Linked DNA regions of Sus scrofa: region 2 is linked to region 1. A link is a contact called in public HiChIP or PLAC-seq data. All regions are on one chromosome and are shown on one strand. Each heading gives the region's core, a stretch centred on a gene start, on an enhancer-like site or on the middle of the called end of the contact. The rest is flanking DNA. Distances are from core to core; before and after follow the strand shown.

Region 1 (5,811 bases), core at 2,403-4,902:
CTCGGACGTGTGTCCTTCATCACATCCAGAGGCACAAGAGATGTTGATTTGTCCCATAGCTGGTGGTGCTAATTTTGATCACTTGGTTGAGATAATGCCAGCCAGGTTTCTGCAGGGTAAAGTTAAAGAGAATTGTCTACTTGTCAATTAATCATAGGTATTTTCAGACTTTTACCCATTAGCATCCATTGATGACTCTTTTTTTTTTTTTTTTTTGCTTTTGAGGGCCACACCTGCAGCATATAGAGGTTCCCACTGGGGTAGGGGTCGAATTAGAGCTGTGTTTGCTGGCCTACACCACAGCCACAGCAGCGTGGGATCTGAGCCGTGTCTGGGACCTACACTACAGCTCACTGCAGTGCCGGATCCTTAACCCAGTGAGGGAGGCCAGGGATAGAACCTGAGTCCTGATAGCAGTCAGATTTGTTTCTGCTGAGCCGCGATGGGAACTCTTCTAGTGATTCTTACCTGAATCCATTATTACTATGATGGTTGTGAAATGGTAATTTTTTTATTCCACCATTCTATCTTGAGGAATTAGTTGGTATTCTATATAAAGTAGAGCTATCGTCTTTCTTTTTTCCTCCCTCCTTCCTTCCTCGCTCCCTCCCTCCCTCCCATGAGGACGCAGGTTCAATCCCTGGCCTTGCTCAGTGGGTTAAAGATATGGCATTGCCGTGAGCTGTGGTGTAGGTCCCAGACGTGGCTCCAATCCCGCCTTGCTGTAGCTGTGGTGTAGACTGGCAACTGCAGCTCTGATTGGACTCCTAGCCTGGGAACTTCATATGCTGCAGGCATGGCCCAAAAAAGCAAAAGCAAAAACAAAAACACACAAAAAAGTAAAATATTTTACAATCTTATGTATGAAAATTTTTTTTAGTTATCTGTTTGAAGCCTTTCAATTTGCCATCGAGTCTCTTTTACCCTGTTGTTTGAGTCAGTGTATATTAGATGAGTACTATGTGTGATATGCTGTATGATTCAATTACATTAGGAAAGATCCGTCTCCTGTAGTAATTTATTTAGTGGACTAAAGAATTTTCATTGCCTTTATCTTACACTCATACACCTCAATGTTTGTAAAAGGGGAAAAAATCTTGCATTATCTTTTTTTTTTTTTTTTTTTTTGTCTTTTTGCCTTTGCTTGGGCCGCTCCTGCAGCATATGGAGGTTCCCAGGCTAGGGGTCAAATCGGAGCTGTAGCTGCCGGCCAATGCCAGAGCCACAGCAACGTGGGATCCGAGCCACTAAGCAAGGCCAGGGATCGAACCCGCAACCTCATGGTTCCTAGTCGGATTCATTAACCACTGAGCCACGACGAGAACTCCGCATTACCATTTTTTAATAAGGGAAAGTAGATTGTTTTTATTTTATGAGTTATGCTGTGTCCTCATGCTGTGGTGCAAATATTAGGACAGAAGTGGGAACAGATTGTGCAAAGAACTAAAAGTTCTCTTAAAAATCTCCACTTTTACATGTACTTAAAAGTAGTAGAGAGTAGGGCAGTATGGTGCATGTCAGAGAATGTTCTGGGCAAGTGGCAGGGGTAGCTTCCTGTCTTCCCCATCGTGTGTGAGAGAAGAGGCTGAGGAAGGCCACCGACACCCGAGATGGATGCAGTGAATGCTGGCAAAGTGTGGGCCACTGTGTGTGACGGGGAAGCGACTCGCCCAGAGACGGTGCTCAAACCACTGAATGGCATGGAATGCAAGTGAGATTTGAGGCAAAAAGTGTCCGTGTTGTGTTGTATGTTTTTCAGCACTTGTGCTGATCCTTGCAAGAGGCGGTATGCAAGGAATATATACACCACGGTAAGACAGGCACGATTTTTTCTGCTTCCTCCACTGTTTACTGTGTGTCCTTTACAGGCTTAGTCTTCAGTCTCAGTTTACTCATCCGTAAATGGAAGATGATAATACCAAACATAGGATGTGGTTATAAGGATATAGAAAGCATATCAGACTCAAAAACATCAGTGATCAGAGTTCCCGTCGTGGCTCAGTGGTTAACGAGCCTGACTAGCAACCATGAGGATGCGGTTCGATCCCTGGTCTTGCTCAGTGGGTTAAGGATCCAGTGTTGCTGTGAGCTGTGGTGTAGGTCACAGATGTGGCTTGGATCCCACGTTGCTGTGGCGTAGGCTGGCAGCTGTAGCTCTGATTCAACCTGTAGCCTGGGAACCTTCATATGGTGAAAGCGTGGCCCTAAAAAAAAAATGTATATATATATATATATATATTAGTGACCCTTTTCTGCTTCTGTACTTGAAATAGGTAATTTATGGTTTAATGACAACTTTTTAATTGCTTTCTCTTTGCCGTTTTTATGTTTATCTAAAAGTGGCTGTAGGAGTTCTCGCTGTGATGCAGTGGGTTAAGGATCCAGAGTTGCTGCACCTGTGGCGTAGGTCGCAGCTGTGGCTTGGATTTGATCCCTGGCCTGGGAACTTCCATATGCCACATGTACAGCCTATCGCCTGTCCTCCAAAACTGGCTATAAATGCCCACACCCTCCCCAGCCAAATTTCAGCTTCCCACGCAGGGCTAGCAGAGTGCTGGTCACTCTGTCCTCTTTATTATCCTTAGTGCTCTTCTCTGCCTCACCCGTGACATTGTTGACATTCTTACTTTGTCATGGGTTTTATTGTTTTGTCTGTTCAGGGCCACATTGGCTGCAGGAAACTGATGTTTGAGAAGCTGTGGTTTGAGCGAAGCTTGTAGTCATTGTCCCTCTCAGGTCCTGGGCCCGAGAACCTCCCCTGGGCAGGTGGCACACTTACACCTGTGTAAGCCACTAAGCACTTTGGCTTTCTCTAGGGATGCACAAGATCAGGAAGCCCTCTTCTTGGATGTTCCACACTTGATCCTGTCCCCTTAATGAGACAGGGCTGCAAGGGGCCCCTCTAGCCAAGAGGGAGGGCAGCCAAGGCAGCTAAGAGATGGAGGGCCCCTGGTTTCCGCTGTCAGTGAGGCCAATCCACACTGGCCTTTTCTGGTTAAACACAGAACCTGAGTGCTCTTTCTTTACTTATGCCAGTTTGAGTTGGGTTTCTGCCACTTTTCACCAGAGAGTATGGGATTTTCCTGGAATCCTTCTCTCTCCCACTCCAGCTGACTACACTTCACTCATGTAATAATAGGCTCTCTTCTAGCAAATAAAATTCTTCTATAAAGCCCATTCTTACCGTAGACTGAACTGATTTGCCCTTCTCTTCTCATAGGTCCCCTCAATACTGCTTTCTTAGTAGTTAACACGTTATTTTGAAATTGCTGTGCACACAAGTCTATGTTCTCTACTATATTCTGTTCCTGGAGTATACTAGTCTGAACCCTTTGTACCAGGCAGATTCAGGCTCATGGTAAATACTCCATAATTTGTTTAGTTATTTGTGTAATTCACTGAATGACAAAGGAGGGATTTGCCTACTGCTAACAACATGCAAATAGTTCCTTAATAAAGATCTTTGGTAACAAGAATGCAGCATCAGATTCCTTTTGTTTTTATCATTGCAGTTATTGCCTAACCCTGATCATTAAAGTAATGATGATCATTTAGAACATTTAGAAAATGTACCAAACATCTTCCTATAATGCTGCCACCCATATGCTTGGTAGACACATGACATCTGTTTCCTCAGAGTTCTCAAGACTGAAGATTGCATAGAAACAAAGCCAACACTCAGATTGCTCATAATAATTTGTGCATATTATTACTAGCTTCTGCAAATCCACTAGAAAATTCCATCCGTTATAATTTTTAGGCCATCTTTTATAATTGATTGTTTAGAAGTATTTAGGGAGTTCCCGTTGTGGCTCAGCAGGTTAAGGACCCGATGTTGTCTCTGTTAGGGTGTGGGTTTGCCCTGGCCCTGATCAGTGGGTTAAGGACCTGGTGTTGCTGTAAGCTTTGAAGTGGGTCGCAGATGTGGCTGGAATCCTGTGTTGCTGTGGCTGTGGCCTAACCCTCAGCAGCAGCTCTGATTCGAACCCTAGCCTGGGAACTTCCATTTGCTGCAGGTGTGGCTGTAAAAAAAAAAACAAAAACAAACAAAAAAAACAAAACAGGAAAGCTGCTCGAAAGCCCATTACAACCTCATTTTCCTTTTAGTCTCTCTGGGACACCCCAGGAATTAGCTTAGCTTGAGATTTCCTCAGATGTTCATTTGTTCCAGGAGCTGAGTTTGAGTTCAGCTTTTTATTATTATTATTATTATTTTTTTTCATCTTTTTTTTTTTGTCTTTTCAGGCCTACACTCACAGCATATGGAGGTTCCCAGGCTAGGGGTTGAATCAGAGCTGTAGCCACCAGCCTACACCACAGCCACAGTTGACGCGGGATCCCAACCACATCTGTGACCTACACCACAGCTCACGGCAACACTGGATCCTTAACCCACTGAGCAAGGCCAGGGATCAAAAACCCGAAACGTCATGGTTCCTAGTCGGATTCGTTAACCAATGAGCCACCCCGGGGACTCCTGAGTTCAGCTTATTTTAAACTACGAGGCATTGGTTCACCTTGCTTTTGCATGAGAATTAGCAAGGATTTTGTCAGTTACAGCGGTGGCATTGAGGGGAGCAGTGTGGGAGGGCAGATTTGAGCCAACACCCCCAGGGATGGAGCCGCTCTGGCCTTGTGAAAGGGAGGTGTGGGTGGAGAGAGGGGGCGGTGCTCAGCCAGAGGGGCCCTCGTTGCCCAGAAAAAGGCCTTCAGGGGGAGCACGTGTTCACATCCACCCAGATCAAATGGAAAATAAAGGAATGGAAGATTCAAAACAGAAACGGCCATCTGTGTGTATCATAAACATTTGGTAAATTGTGATTTCTCCATCTGTCCCCTGAGGAGCTGGGTACTAAACTGGTGTAACAACAACACTTAACAAGAAAAACGCTTGTGATGACCTCTTTCTCAGTTATGCCATTTTTCCAATTCTGCTTCCTAGACTCAGGTGGTGACTCCTTAATTATGTCTGGAAAGAAGATGGGGCAACATGAAAGAAAAGAGAGTTTAGAGTGTGTGCTTAGGGTAAGGTGAGGGAGCAACGTCGACTCTTGAAGAACGCTTTATTTAATTTAAAATTTATAAAATGAGGAGTTCCCATTGTGGCTCAGTGGAAATGAATCTGATTAGTATCCATGAGGACGCAGGTTTGATCCCTGGCCTCACTTAGTGGGTTAAGGATCTGGCATTGCCATGAGCTGTGGTGTAGGTCACAGACGAGGCTCAGATCCTGAGTTGCCGTGGTTGTGGCGTAGGCTGGCAGCTGTAGCTCCTATTCGATCCCTAGCCTGGGAACTTCTGTATACTTTGAGTGCTGCCCTAAAAAGCAAAAAAAAAACCCAAAAAAACAAAAAACCCCACAAAATCCCATTTATTTAATTGTGAAGCAATGACACAATGCAAATTTAAACTCCATTTTTCAGAATAGAGAGTGTTCAGCCTTTAAAGACAGGTATGTTTCATAGTGAGAAAGGAATGTTTTCCAACTTAAAGTGTAATTTTGTCATCTCTTTATCAGATTATAGGGTGAATTTTGTAATTTCCCGTTGCAGAGTAAGTCTGTGATGAGTTATAGCTGCAGATACTGTGAGAATGTTTTGTGTAAACTTTGGGATTCTCCACTGTCACATGCATTTATCATAATTTTCTTTTATCATGTTCACCAGAGGGCTCCCTACATATGATAATGAATAAATGGTCCTGCCAAGCTTGGAGAGTTAGAGTGAAATACTTTTCACCAATATTGCCCATTTTATATGAACTAAATTAGATCTCCTCCTTTTCTCTATGGGTATTTTTGGGAATACTTTA
Region 2 (5,811 bases), core at 2,441-4,940, 130 kb before region 1:
ATTAAATAACAGATTAAGTAAAATATAAAAATGATTAAAATTTAACTGAAATCATACTTTCCCTGACTTTTTACTCACATTGCCAATCAACTAAGATTGGTAAAAAGAAGTTCAATTCAATTAATATCTATTAAGTACAGCAATGCAACCTGATGCAGCCTTTGACGCCTGATTAGTAAGAGTCAGATGCACAAAGGAAGTGATCATATGAATAGAAAGAATAAGAAAGCAGCTATTACTAGTAACTACGTCTGGGAAGTGGAGAAAAGGTGAAGAAAAGGGTCTTCAAATTTGATCTCTCACTTTTTTTTTAAATTATGAAGCTATCTTACTTTTATAAATTAAAAGCAAAGGAAACTACCTGTATGCATGATGATCATAATGAAATAGAAAGATTAAAAAGAAATTCTCTAAAACATTAACAGCAGTTGGCTTGGATCATGGGAACTCAACTTTTTACCTTCCAGTATTTTACAAAAAGTGTTATTTTTGGACTGTTATGGTTCAGTGGTAACAAACCCAACTAGCATCCATCAGGATGTGGGTTCGATCCCTGGCCTTCCTCAGTGGCTTAAGGATACGACATTGCCACAAGCTGCAGTATAGGTCACAGGCATGGCTTGCATCGGCGTTGCTGTGGCTGTGGTGTAGAGCTGGCAGGTGCAGCTCCAATTCAACCCCTAACCTGGGAACTTCCATATGCCACAAGTGTGGCCCTAAAAAAGCAAAAAAAAAAAAAAAAAGAAAGAAAGAAAGAAAGGTGTTATTTTTATAATAGTTAGATGTAGTTGCTGAGATAGAAATCTACAGAATTGATATTCACATATTTTGTTTAAATTTACAAAACAGGGAGAAAACAAGATAACAATTTTAAAATTATTCCAAAAAAACTTTCCAGACTACTCACAAAGTATTCTATACAGTATACGGATTTGCAAAGCCATCTCTACACAATGACGAGCATCCTATTTGCATCAAGCATGATGAAGGGATTCATAAGCTCTAATATCAGTCTTCTGGCTTTTTTTTTAAGAATTTATTTTTTTATTATTTTATGATTTTTATTTTTTCCATTATAGTTGATAGTCTTCTGGCTTTTTTTGAACACTGGGTCATAAAATAATAAAAAAATCTAACTTAACTCACTGAATTTTCGTAATGCCACTAAAGTCTGGCCTGCTGAGAAAAATAATTAGTAAATTAGAACATATGCCCATCAAAGATCCCCGCTTAACTAATCCTTTTTATTCAATGGTCCAAAGATAAAATTTCCACCAAATACAAAATATTTTAAGTTATTTAAAAAAAAAAAAAAAAAAAAAGATGGAGTTCCCATCGTGGTGCAGTGGAAACGAATCCGACTAGGAACCATGAGGTTGCAGGTTCAATCCCCGGCCTCACTCAGTGGCGTTAAGGATCCAGCATTGCCACGAGCTGTGGTGTAGGTTGCAGACGCAGCTCAGGCTCTGCATTGCTGTGGCTGTGGTGCAGGCTGGCAGGTGCAGTTCTGATTTGCCCCTAGCCTGGGAACCTCCACATGCTGGGGGTGTGGCCCTAAAAAGCAAAAAAAAAAAAAAAAAAAAATTATTCGTAAACGCTTTTAAAGAGTATCATGTATCAGAAACTATGCTAGGAGCTTTAACACACTTCACCTTTACTGCAACTGGCAAGGGAGGTTTTATTACATCCTTTCACCAGTGAGGAAACTGAGCCTGGGAGGTTCTGTGACTTTTCAAGGTCAGGTCGCTAGAACCCACATGCAAAGCTCAGGCTGCTCTGGGACCTGTTTACTTGCCTCCCGCTGCTTGAGGTATCGTTTTGTACCTTGCTCACTAACTTGAGCCACAGAGTTCTCAAAATATCAGCGACCATCTCTTTCCATCGGGTTTCTGCACGCAAACTGGACTTCTATCTCAAAAACAGTTAGCCTCTCCCTCTTGTTTTTAATGAATTCCTCCTCATTCTTTAGGTGACAGTCGGTTAACAAAAAAAAATCTAACATCTGATTAATTTTAAAAATGGAAAAATAAAATCTACCTTCCTTTCAAATTTGTTCTAAAGCCACTTGCTCTGGTCTTTAATATCCTCCTCAGGACAGCAAGTCTCTGCCTTGTTACTACTTTACTAACGATTTGGGTTATTACAGCAATCATAATTACCTAGTAATTGTCTGATATTATACTAGTAGTAATAACTGCTAGATGCAGAACTAGGAGAATAACTGACAGTTAAATGAGAAAACAATGGCTCCTAAAGTAGGGAAACTAGTAAAATGAATTTTATTTATTTATTTTCTTTTTAGGGCCGAACCCAAGGCATATGGAGGTTCCCAGGCTAGGGGTCAAATCGGAGCTGCAGCTCCCGGCCTACACCACAGTCACAGCAACGCTGGATCCGAGCCAGTCTGTGAGCTACACCACAGCTCATAGCAACACCGGATCCTTAACCCACCAAGCCTGGTGCTGGGGAATCAAACCCACATCTTCACTGACACAATGCTGGGTTCTTAACCCAGTGAACCGCAATGGGAACTCTGCAAAATCAATTTTAATAGATATTTAGCAAACAAACAAAAATGAAAGTATGTAAGTACAGAATGGCAAAATACTGAAAACATTTGACGTAGCTACCAAGAAAAAGAGTTTACTTAATAATATGGACTGACTACACAATTGTCAACATGAGTGATGCCATGCCGATCTGCTTTAAAAGCTGTGTTACTCAGGATAATGTAGTAATGCACTATTTCAACATAGATTATTCAGAGTGGAATATGATATCAGCTCTGGGAGGCCTATTTTATGAAGGATGATGGCAAACAGAAGCTGGCTCAAAGAAAGGTGACCAGGAGTAATAAGGTTTTGGAAGACATCACCGCTGGAGAATCTGGGCAAGTTCCGAGAAGACTTAAATTGTTATAATCCTTTTCCATAGATATTTTTAGTAATATCATGAAAGAGCAATTAGATTTACTCTGTGTGGTTTCAATGGGAAGATACAGACAACTGAAGGAAGTTCCAGAAAAGCAGACTATGTTTCCATAAAAAGAAATATAAATATAATTACTCTATATTATTACATATTTTTCTAATTATAATTAAAAAATCCTAAACCACTTTATGAAATAGAAGACTTCTCACTGAAATATTCAAGCAAAAGATCCATGACCACATTAAAGATAATTTTAAGAAAGATTTTCTGGAGCATGATGCAGCTATATAAAATTTATTCAGGAGTTCCCTGGTGGCACACTAGGTTAAGGGTCCAGCATTTTCACTAAGGTGGCGTGGGTTCACTGCATGGCCTGGGAACTTCTGTGTGCCACAGCCGCAGCCAAAAAAAAAAAAAAAATTCCTTCTTCTACTCAATAACATTTGTTGGGAGCCCCCATGAAGCAGGCACCATTCTCAGTACTTCAGACATGTCCTAGCTCTCAGAGAGCTTACATTCTAGTGGTAGGAAACACCCAATAAACAAGTCAACACATAAACAAGATAACTTCACAAGATGGTTCAGTATTATAGAGAAAATAAGACAAGACATGATGTCGGTGTGGATTCAGGATGGGTGATTGGGGGAGGAAGGGACAGCAGTTTCGTAACCATGGAAAGACTCACTGAGGAGGTAACTTCAAGTTAAGCATGAGTGACAAGAAAAAACCAGCCATGAAACAACCCAGATCAGAATGACTCAAGCGAAGGATGGGCTGGTGCAAAGATTGCAGCCCAGCATATGTGCAAGAGAGATACACAGTACCTCCCCATTAGGCCACAGTAAGCCGCCTGAATTGTATGTTAAGAACAAGCAGCAGACCATCATTTTGTGTTTGGAGAGTTTTAAGCAAGAAACCCAAGATGTGCCTTGCATTTTTATAAAACTGCCTTGGACGTATTTTGAGAATAGATTTTAGGGAGGTAAAGAAAAAAGCAGAAAAACTAGGTAGAAATCTATTGCAGCTGCCCAAACTAAGGATGATGGCGGCGTGGGATGCAGAGGTAGAAATGAAGAGAGCGGCCAGATTTGGGACAGATTCTGAAAGAAGGGTCTACCAGAGTCGCAGATCTACTGGATCTGAGAGATTAGGGAAAGAGAGGAACATCAAAAACAGCTAACTTCACACAGTTAGTGCTTTGTTCTACATACTGTTCTGCCTATTTTACATGTAATAATTTATTTAATCCTTATGATAATTTTACAAGATTAGGAGAGGTTATGAGAAACTAAGAAATGGAGGTACAATGAGGTTAGGTACCTGCCCAAGGTTTCAGAGCAGAGATTCAAACCCAAGAAATGAAATCAGTATAAGGATGGCCTCTCCAAATCAGCATATTTTTGAAGAGGAATCAATGACGCCAACTTGGGCACTGGATACATGGTGGTACCCTTAAAAGACTGGGGAAGTGGATTTGGAGGAGATGAGAGGATGTAAATCCAGATTTCTTTTTCAGCCAAGTTAAATTTGAGGTATCTAAAAAACAGCCAAAAGGAGATATCAAAGAGGTAGCTGAATATATGAGTTTCCAATTTCGTAGAGAAGTCAGGACTTGAAGAAACACAGAATCATATATGTGACAACTGACAGTGTTAATGCTATACAACAGAAAACATCAGTAGGGAGAGAACATACATAGAAAAGATTAGCAGTCTAGGGCAAAACTCTGAGGAATTCCTTAAAAATTGGAAGAAATTGGCAAAACTCCAGTCAGAGAGATAGGAGGAAAATCAGAATCATCGCAGAAGCCCAGAAATGATAATGTGTTCAGAGGGATGGAGTGGACTACTCTACCAAATGCTGCCAAGAGGTCAAGAAATATGGGACAGAAAAGTGAATGCTGCATCTGCCAAAGTGGTGATTAAACTTGACAAAAGTAGTTATTATGAAATGGTAAGGACAGAAGCAAACTAGATAGGACAGAATACAGAAGAAAAAAAAAAAAAAAACCTGCAGATAAGAAAGCAACAAGAGGAGTTCCTATTGAAGTGCAGTGGAAACCAATCCAACTAAGATCCATGAGGATGTGGATTTGATTCCTGGCCTCGCTCACTTGGTTAGGGATCGGGCATTGCTGTGAGCTGCAGTGTAGGTTGCAGACGCAGCTTGGATCCCATGTTGCTGTGGCTGTGGTGTAGACCAGCTGCTATAGCTTCAATTCAACCCCTAGCCTGGGAACCTCCATATGTCGCAGGTACAGCCTTAAAAAGCAAAAAAACAAACAAACAAAAAAAAAAACAGGAAGAAAAGAAGGGAGGATGAATGGAAGGAAGGAAGGAAGAAAGGAAGGGAGGAGGGAGAGAGGAGCAAGAGCATCTACGGACAATTCTTTGTGGAAAATTGACAAAGCGGGGAAACAGAGAGGAGATAGGAACCAGAGGAGGACAGGCTGAGGCGGGTGTTTTTCCCAAGCTGAGAAACACAAACTGACAGATGTTTCTCTATAGCAAGAGTCCATCGGATGACTTCTAATTCTTTTCCCAACACTTGAGCAGCTAAGCTAAATTCAACAGTTATGGTAAAATAAATTTCTTTTCCTTTGGACATTATACGTTATGCCAGAAAATATTGTGCCTCTTCAATAAAATCTAATTAGGAATATTCTTAGGGAATTTCCATATCAAAAACCAGTGGTCCTACAACACTACAATATTTAAAATTATATAATGTGGCTGTGCAATACTCATATCACAAACCATTATCAAGATGAAATCTAGTATGGTCATATAAAGAAATGCTATGATTGCTCATATCGAAAAATGCTCTTTTGGAAAAAAGGTTATAGGGAGCTCCCGTTGTGGCTCAGTGGTAATGAAGCT

What was found. HiChIP or PLAC-seq counts read pairs in DNA pulled down with a chosen protein or histone mark.
Region 2: a contact with region 1 is called in an H3K27ac HiChIP or PLAC-seq map of alveolar macrophages. The contact joins two enhancer-like sites. A contact is called at or near these places in 2 of 2 datasets of contacts at active chromatin or transcription factors (alveolar macrophages and skeletal muscle).

The regions. Positions count from the first base shown.
Region 1 is chr11:47,705,127-47,710,937 of Sscrofa11.1, reverse strand. All of the region lies in intron 1 of TBC1D4 (TBC1 domain family member 4), which reads left to right. Among named protein-coding and RNA genes, the nearest start is that of TBC1D4, 53 kb to the left of the region's middle. Within about 2 kb of position 3,652, at least 6 of the 83 cell types and tissues checked have an H3K27ac peak or open chromatin away from gene starts, as enhancers often do. A contact at or near this core is called in alveolar macrophages, where this site is marked.
Region 2 is chr11:47,834,495-47,840,305 of Sscrofa11.1, reverse strand. All of the region lies in intron 2 of UCHL3 (ubiquitin C-terminal hydrolase L3), which reads right to left. Among named protein-coding and RNA genes, the nearest start is that of UCHL3, 8.3 kb to the right of the region's middle. Within about 2 kb of position 3,690, at least 3 of the 83 cell types and tissues checked have an H3K27ac peak or open chromatin away from gene starts, as enhancers often do. A contact at or near this core is called in alveolar macrophages, where this site is marked.